Linked DNA regions of Mus musculus: region 2 is linked to region 1. Evidence: chromatin contacts called from public HiCAR-type data. All regions are on one chromosome and are shown on one strand. The core of a region is the stretch at or near the end of the contact, and the rest is flanking DNA. Distances in the headings are between cores, read along the strand shown.

Region 1 (4,071 bases), core at 464-2,963:
CACGACCTCGCCATTCTGGCCTTCATCAGGGTCGGTGGCATTAAGCTGGATCACTAGCGTGCCAGGGGGAGAATTCTCTGGTAGGGAAACTGTGTAGACGGGTTGGTCAAAAGCGGGCACATTGTCGTTGGAGTCGAGCACTCGGATGGTGAGCAAGGCCGTGCCAGTACGCTGCTGCTGGGGGGGCAGGCCGGCTCCCCCACCGCCTCCCCCTCCTTCCCCTCCTCCTCCCCCTCCTCCCCCGTCCACCGCGGTCAGCACGTAGCGGTGCACCGCTTGCTGTTCTCGGTCCAGTGGCTTCTCCAGGACCAGTTCGGCGAATCGGTTGCCATCTCCCTGGGTCTGTACGTCTAGCGAGAAGTAGCTATTTGGGGTTATCTCGTAGTCTCGCAAGGAGTTGGTCCCCACGTCTGGGTCGAAGGCGCTCTCCAAGGGAAAGCGGGTGCCTGGCGTGGCGCTCTCTGAGATCTCCACTGTCAGGTCGGGCTCTGGGAAGGAGGGAGGGTTGTCATTGATGTCCAGCACTTCGATCTCCACTCGGAACAGCTCCAGCGGGTTCTCCAGAAAGACCTCCAGGTGCAGGACACAAGAGGGGCTCTGCTTACAGATTTGCTCGCGATCTATCTTCTCGTTTACGTACAGAACCCCGGTCTCCAGATTGAGGTCCAAGTAAGGGGTCCGTGAGTTGGCCACCGTCTGAAACCTGCGAGCTGAAAGTTTTGTAATGTCCAAGCCCAGGTCTTCAGCGATATTCCCCACGAAAGTGCCATGTTCCTGCTCTTCCTGCACAGTATAATGAAGCTGGGAAAAGACTCCGTCCACCATCCAGAGCAAGGCAAAGAATAACAGCACAATCATTTCCAAAAGGAAAAGGAAGCAGCTCCCCTGTAGCCAGCCAGCCACCCCGATCACCGCCCCCCAACCACCACCACAAAAAGAATAATAATAATCTAAAAAATATAAATAAAAGTGTGCTGCGTGGGGGGGGGGCTCCTGTGGCTGTATTAAAATTTTGATTCCTTTTGCTTCATTTTAGAGCGTCTCCAAATCGAGCCTCATTTTTCAATCTTAGCGCAGAAAGGGTGACAGATGTCCCCTATGCTCAGCCGTAATCTTCCCACTGACCAATTAATAAAATAACGATCATACAATAGTCAGCCTCCTTTATTCCGACAGTGTTGGCGCAACGCGGCGCTGGCAAATCCCAAGGAGGAAATTTCGATATTTCAAGACTGTCCTAGGTTTGTCTTCCTGCTGATGGGAGGAGAATGTGGAGGAGGAAGAAGAGGAGAAGGAGGAAGATGAAGAGGAAAAGAAGGTAGAGGAGATGCTGCCGGCACCACTGAACATGCCTCTTGATATCAACGGCTGGCAAACGCGAGCGGGGTTAAAGACAGCGAGAAAAATTTTTGCTGGAAAAACACGGAGCCGTTCTGCAGCATAAAACTTTCATTCTCTTCATTTCTCCGGATGGACGTTCCTCTTGTCATTTTCTTCCCTCTGTCTCTCTTTGCATCTCTTGGCTTTCATAGTCTTGTGTCTATTCTCAACTTCACTGGCTCTGGCTTTGCGTGAACACAACCAGCTATTTCTTTTCTGCTGTTTCCTTTGCAAGCCTCTCTCCCTCTAACCTGCCTCTTCTCCTCTCAGTCCATCCTGCCTCCTGCTTCAGCCCCAATGCTTGTGATCTCGGCTGGCAGTTTCTGAGCTCCGAGCGCTCCGCTTCTCTGTTTTTGCGCAGCGCCCTCATTCTGCCAACCAATCGCCGAGGAGCACCACCCACCGAGCGACTGTTCGTTGGCTAAAGTGGCCGTCAAGTAGTTACGTCACGCGGCAGCCAGGAGGGGCGGGGCAGAACGCTCGCTTTGGCTGCGGGAGTGAGTGTGAGTGTGAGAGCAAGAACAGCCCGCAGGTCCCGAGGCGCTTGCAGGGGACTCTGCCGCGGAAAGTTCCCAGTCCCCAGCCGCAGGTAATGGGCAGGGAATAAGAGAGGTTCCCCTGTTTGCATCAGCAAATACGAAAACATAATAGCAACAGCTGCGGTAGCCTCTCCAAGGAGCGGGGTTTCCAGTGACGCTAACATTCTTTTTTTCCTTTAAGGTGTTTTCCCTCCTGCTGATCGTGGAAAGAAATCACCAAGAAGAGGGGAAAGTTGCCCCGGGGCCGGTAGTCATGTAGGGGTTACCAAAGCAAGGGACTCTGGCAGAGATGCGCGCGGACAATTTAAATGCCGGCATAAAATGGCATGTGTCAATCAAAGCTAGAGGGTCAGAAGGGGAGGTGTGGGGAGGATAGACCAGGCTGCAAAGGGAGTGCGGAGGTGAATTCCCCCTAAAGCGGAGGGATTCAGACCAAGGGACTTGGGGCGACAGCTCCTATAGACGGGCAGATGGTTGAACGTCTACCCATCTAATGTCTACCCACAAAATGCTTGGTTACTAAATTAACTCGTTTGGGGACATTGCTTCGAACTGTGAGTACCCCAGTCAAGGACTGGGGGCTTCTTTGTAGTTTATGCATGGGAGCCCGCCATCGTTAAACCCACTCTAGGGCACCGGATCCAGCACCACCCATCACAGCGAGGCGCTAGCAATATCCCTGCGCCTCGCCTGGCCCCGCGCCAGGCAGCAGTGGCGAGCGCGGGCTTTTCTTTTCTTTTCTTCTTTTGCCTGATTTCTGTTTTAATTATTTATTTTTCTTTTACCCTTGGTGATCCATCCCTGCCTCCATAACTAGAGGGGGTGTGGGAAGAAGGTACATGCCCAGCCCGAAGACAGCTCTCTGGAGAATGACCGTGGGGTGGCCGCGAGGGCGGGCGGGGCGGTGCACACGCACACGGGGGATAGAGTGTGCACCGCTGCGGGAATCCACCGGCACGTTTGCACATTCCTGGTGCTGGCCCTCGTCCTCGCTGGCTGGCCACAAGCTGAGTTCGGTGCGAATCCCTGGGGAGCAGTCCGGGGATTCTGAGCCGCGCGCCTGACTAGCCACGGGTATCCACACGCCCAGTTCCCGGGAAGTTATAAGGCGGCGGGAACGAACTCTCCGCTGCTGGGAGAGCCCGCTGAATGCCTGTCCTTCAAGGATAAATATCGAAGAATACGTTTTAATACTTATCAACGTGCTGCCCGCAAGGAATAGGTTGTTTATTTTCCGGAGGAGCCGTTTAAGCCAAAGACTAGAATGACTCCCTAGAGGCTTCCCGGTAATGAATGACCCAGGAGTAACGCTACAGCAACCGAAGGGAAGGAATGGTACCACCCCTCCCCCTATACTGCCCTCCCCTCCCACCCCCCACCCCGCCCGCAAGGTACGCTACAGTGCCTTCTGGAAAGAAATTAGGAGTGCGCGTCCCCACGCGTGATTGACAGCGAGGCGTGCTCGGACCACTCGGGAGAGTCCGTGTTTAACGGCCTGTTCCCCTACCCCTACCACTTGCCTCTTGCGGAGAGATGGGTTCTACCTTTAAGAGGGTAGGTGGAAAAGGAGCCAGCAAACATGGCTAAGCCTTTTCCAGCTGCATTGAATTGACCATCCGCCAAAACCAAACCGCTACAGTTTAAAATGATTTTAGCGTCACGTCTGCGGCGGAGAATGAAGCGGCAGAGCAGAAAAAGGACCTGTGGATCAATGAAAAGGGGCTCAGAGTGTATCCGAATATTAATACACTGTGGCCATCTGTGCTTCCCGCCCCTCCCCCTCCCTTCAGAGCTACAACATTAAAATGCAATTTTTCTAGCACCCCAAGCTGACTCATCCGAAACCCTGGGCCTTTAAAAAAAAATCCAAACACGATGGTAATGCTTTAATGTGTTTATTTGTACGGACGGAACACTTGTGTGTCTGCATGTTTTCGTGTGAGAGACACGCTGCGGAATGACAGTGCAGATGTGCTGGCGGAGGTTTGTGTCTCGGAAAGGAGCTTGAAGTTCGAGCTGACTTAGGGCGTTTGCAGAACGCCGGCGAGCTTGCCGAGGTGGAGATGAGAACGTGAAGAGATGGCCAGATTTCCCTGAGATTTCCCTGTAAATAATCAGTGCATCCACTGTAACACTTGAGCCGCTTTTTTTT
Region 2 (4,071 bases), core at 536-3,035, 1.1 Mb before region 1:
GTTTAGAACCCAATCAACTGTTTTTATGAACAATTCTTTAAGAAGAAACAACACATCACTCATGATCTGAAGACAAATATGGTCAAACAAGCTTTGTTTGTAAGCAATCATAAATCCATTACTATATAGGAATAACTTTTTCCAACACTGGAGTTTTGGTTGGAACAAACCCATTAACAAGAAATAGATTTACAGGAGAAACAAATGCACACTTATTACTGATGCATTTTCTAGTGGAAGATACAGCTAATGGGTAGATTTCACAGGAATGGTTTTGAGTTCCAATTTAGAACAGAGCATTTTCACAGAACTGGGAAAGCAAGTGCAAAAAGGTATCTGAGTCTCTAGATGAAAACAAACAAACAAACAAACAAAACTAGGCAAACTGGCTCCGTAATCACTGGGATGCCCTGGGTACTGTGTCCAGCCTCCTAAGGCTCTCAAATTGTTTTCAGTGGTTGACTTTGGGTTCCATCTTAGACAAGAGACCAGGGGCATTTTCTGTAGAAAATTTATATCTCCTTTTAGATAAATCATTAGAAAATAGACAGTTTCATAATATTGTTTATTTATAATTCTTCTTCAACAGTCTGTCACATATTGGATGAGATATTCTAGCCTCCTGCATAGTTAGTTTTAAGTAGGCTAACATAAATTTCTATTTTATAGTGAAAATTGGAGTACTTTTTAATGTACATTGACAGTGGCTTTTCAGACAATGTCATTTTCTTCCCTAGGAGAAATACATATTATTTTTCTGGTTACATTAGAAAACACCGCATTAGTTCTGGAGTCATTAGATGCAAAATCCTTCTATCCCACATGTAAATCAGAGTATACAGACTGCCTGTGTCTCATTAGTTAGAACTGTTGAATCTCCCATCCATCTCAGCTATTGGACCAAAATCTGCTTTTAACTAAGGATTTTAGGCAATGTCTATGTTGATTAAACTTCGCAATGTATTAAATTTATTTTTGCTTTTGTTCTCTGACCAGTTCAATTCCTCAAGTAAATAATTTTGATTTTCTAAGGGCATCATGATTCGAATTGTAAGATGTTCTAGGAATCTTTCTTTCTTTCTTTTTTATTTAATGTTAGAAGAACTGGAGCCACTATTACAAGGATTCAATTACACTCTTGATACTTTGTCAACATTTCTAAATCTATTAATTTATTTAACATCTGCTGCACACTGAGTTAAACACGACTATCAATACAGCTTCAGTAACACCCTCATTTATTCCACAGGGTGAGGTATTCAATACATAGTGGGCACCCTGTAAATCACTCATTCCCAGAAATCTCTGAAAATAAAATACACGTGGCATATGTTTCTTGAAAGTAGTTTCTTGTAATCAGCTAGGAGATCGTGAGACAGTACAACTGTGTGAAAAAGAGAAACCTAGACTACCGGAAGAGATGCCGGGAAAAGTTTTCTTCACTCAGGGTTGAATCTGCCGTTTAAAAGGAAAATCTTTTAAAAGTTGACTTGCAAGAAAAGCAAGTGAGGCTCGAGTTTCCTGGGAGGAGGGAATGCAGATTCTGCAGAAAGTTGCTGGGCTAGCTATACGGTCCGGACCTGGTCAAGGCCATCACAGGTTGTTTCCAGGACTTCCAGGATCCCGATCTTTGCTTGGGAGGGCTGGCGTGGACAAAACAGACCGGTGGGTGTGGGTGTGGGGGTGCGCGCGCGCGGGGGGGAGCAGTCTGGTGGTGGGTTTCCCGGCCACACCCCCAGACGTTTTCTCCACCCATGACACCGCCTCTTTCCCTGAGCCCAGCTGCAGAGGCTGGGGAGCGAGCCAGAGGGGCGGGGGAGGAGCATGGTACCCCCCCAAAAAAGTGTGAAAGAGCAAACAGTGCTAGCCAGCGAGCTCCGGGTTCCTGCCGCCTGCAGTCCATAACCTGGTGAGCTTCAGTTTTCAGCCAGGATCGTCCCGGGCGCCTCTGGCCACCGGGGTGGGGGGTGGGGGGTGAGGGACGCGGCCCAGGCGGGCTCTCAGCCGCAGGGCGGGCGGCGTGGGTCGGGCTTCCTGCGCGGGACAGACGGGGGCCTGGGTTGCACGCCCCCCTCTGCCTTGCTCTCCCCAGGCTTGGCTGAAAGTTTAAGCCAGCAGAACACAGGAACACAGCACAGGGTCTGGGCCTGTTTGTGCTCCGAAACCAGCCACCAGCGCCTGGGATGGAGGCAGATGAAGGGCCTGTCCTGGCCAGCCACTTGTAAGTTGTTGCTGAGTTGGAAGGGAAGGAAAGCTGAGAGGTGAAGGCAGATTGCCAACTACCAGGAGAGGACATGGGTTTCTGGCTTTTTTTTTTTTTTTCTTTTGACTAGGTATTGCCTGGAAAGTGCAAGTGACCCTGTAGCTGGACCTCTAAGTGGTCTTTGGAGGCCACTGTGCAGGTCCTGAGTTTTGACTGCGCTTCCCCTCTTGCAGGAAGCTACAGCCTTGAGAGCTGCAGGCTTGTAGAGTTGGGGTCAAAAAAAGGAAATAAACCAAACAAGCCAAGAAGAAAAAGATGAGTCTGGAAGCTAAGTACCGTGCAGCTTCCCTCTACGTGGGTGACCTCCACGAAGATGTCACGGAGGACATGCTCTTCAGGAAGTTCAGCACAGTGGGGCCGGTGTTGTCCATCCGAATCTGCAGGGACCTGATTTCCCAACGTTCACTAGGCTACGCCTATGTCAATTTTCTCCAGGTTAATGATGCCCAGAAGGCCTTAGTCACCATGAACTTTGACGTGATCAAAGGTAAATCCATTCGTCTCATGTGGTCTCAACGGGATGCTTGCCTGAGGAGATCGGGAGTCGGGAATGTGTTTATCAAGAATCTGGACAAATCCATTGATAACAAAACCTTGTATGAACACTTCTCACCTTTTGGAACGATCATGTCTTCCAAGGTGATGACTGATGGAGAAGGCTCCAAGGGCTATGGCTTCGTGCACTACCAGGACCGGAGAGCGGCAGACAGGGCCATTGAGGAGATGAATGGCAAGCTGCTGAGGGAGAGCACTTTGTTCGTGGCCAGATTCAAAAGCCGTAAGGATCGGGAGGCTGAGCTCAGAGACAAACCAACCGAGTTCACTAATGTGTATATCAAAAACTTTGGAGATGACGTAGATGATGAGAAGCTCAGGGAAGTTTTCAGCAAATATGGCCAAACTTTGAGTGTTAAGGTGATGAAAGATGCCACTGGGAAGTCCAAAGGCTTTGGATTTGTGAGTTTTGATAGCCACGAGGCTGCGAAAAACGCAGTTGAAGACATGAATGGACAGGACATAAACGGGCAGACGATTTTTGTAGGCAGAGCCCAGAAGAAGGTAGAACGACAGGCTGAGTTAAAGGAAATGTTTGAGCAGATGAAAAAGGAAAGAATCCGTGCACGCCAGGCAGCTAAGCTCTACATTAAGAACCTGGATGACACCATCGATGATGAAACACTGCGCAAGGAATTTTCAGTCTTTGGGTCCATTTGCAGGGTTAAAGTGATGCAGGAAGCAGGGCAGAGCAAAGGCTTTGGCTTAATCTGCTTCTTCTCCCCGGAGGCAGCGGCGAAAGCAATGGCTGAGATGAACGGCCGCATCCTTGGCTCCAAACCCCTCAACATTGCACTGGGACAGAAGCACTGAGCCCAACATGATCCTACCTCGCAATCTGAGAAGCAGCTAGGAGAACGATACTGCTCTCCATCTTTCCGGTGCTATAAGGAAGGGTAATCTTGAAAAAACCCAGTGGCTGCTTAATTTACTGCAATCGTGCAAGGAAATGTCTATACGAAAACATTTCGTTTTATGTGAATGAAAAAAAAATGTACGTTAGAAGTTTGATTTGTTTTACAGAGCATATCTTCAAAAAAATTTAAAAATTCTTATTTTCTACTACTTAGAACCGTTTAGTTGGTTACATTCATATTACATTTTGAATTAAGTGAACCAAATGCTTGTCTCTATTGAATATTTTATTCTTTCAGGTTAATAACTGTGAGCTTTAATTTCTCCTATAAAAATTGCCCATAACAAATTTAATTTTTTTAAACTAACAAGAATCTTTTAACTTTTTTTTTTTTTTT

The links. HiCAR-type assays count read pairs that join an accessible place to other places.
Region 2: a contact with region 1 is called in a HiCAR-type map of astrocytes, with 6 times the contacts expected there. The contact joins the promoter of Pabpc4l here to the promoter of Pcdh10 in region 1. A contact is called at or near these places in 8 of 39 promoter capture datasets (cranial neural crest, embryonic stem cells, frontonasal cranial neural crest and 4 more), 6 of 484 Hi-C or Micro-C datasets (embryonic stem cells, myocytes, neural progenitor cells and 1 more), 4 of 115 datasets of contacts at active chromatin or transcription factors (astrocytes, craniofacial prominence, embryonic forebrain and 1 more) and 1 of 9 other capture datasets (embryonic stem cells).

Annotation. Positions count from the first base shown.
Region 1 is chr3:45,376,040-45,380,110 of GRCm38.p6, reverse strand. It overlaps Pcdh10 (protocadherin 10), which reads right to left and starts at 1,713. Exons shown (of 5, transcript NM_001098172.1): 1 at 1-1,713. The coding sequence starts at 858. It overlaps 2610316D01Rik (RIKEN cDNA 2610316D01 gene), which reads left to right and starts at 1,851. Exons shown (of 9, transcript NR_045172.1): 1 at 1,851-1,969.
Region 2 is chr3:46,445,655-46,449,725 of GRCm38.p6, reverse strand. It overlaps Pabpc4l (poly(A) binding protein, cytoplasmic 4-like), which reads left to right and starts at 1,785. Exons shown (of 2, transcript NM_001101479.1): 1 at 1,785-1,909; 2 at 2,437-4,071. The coding sequence starts at 2,519. The coding sequence ends at 3,631.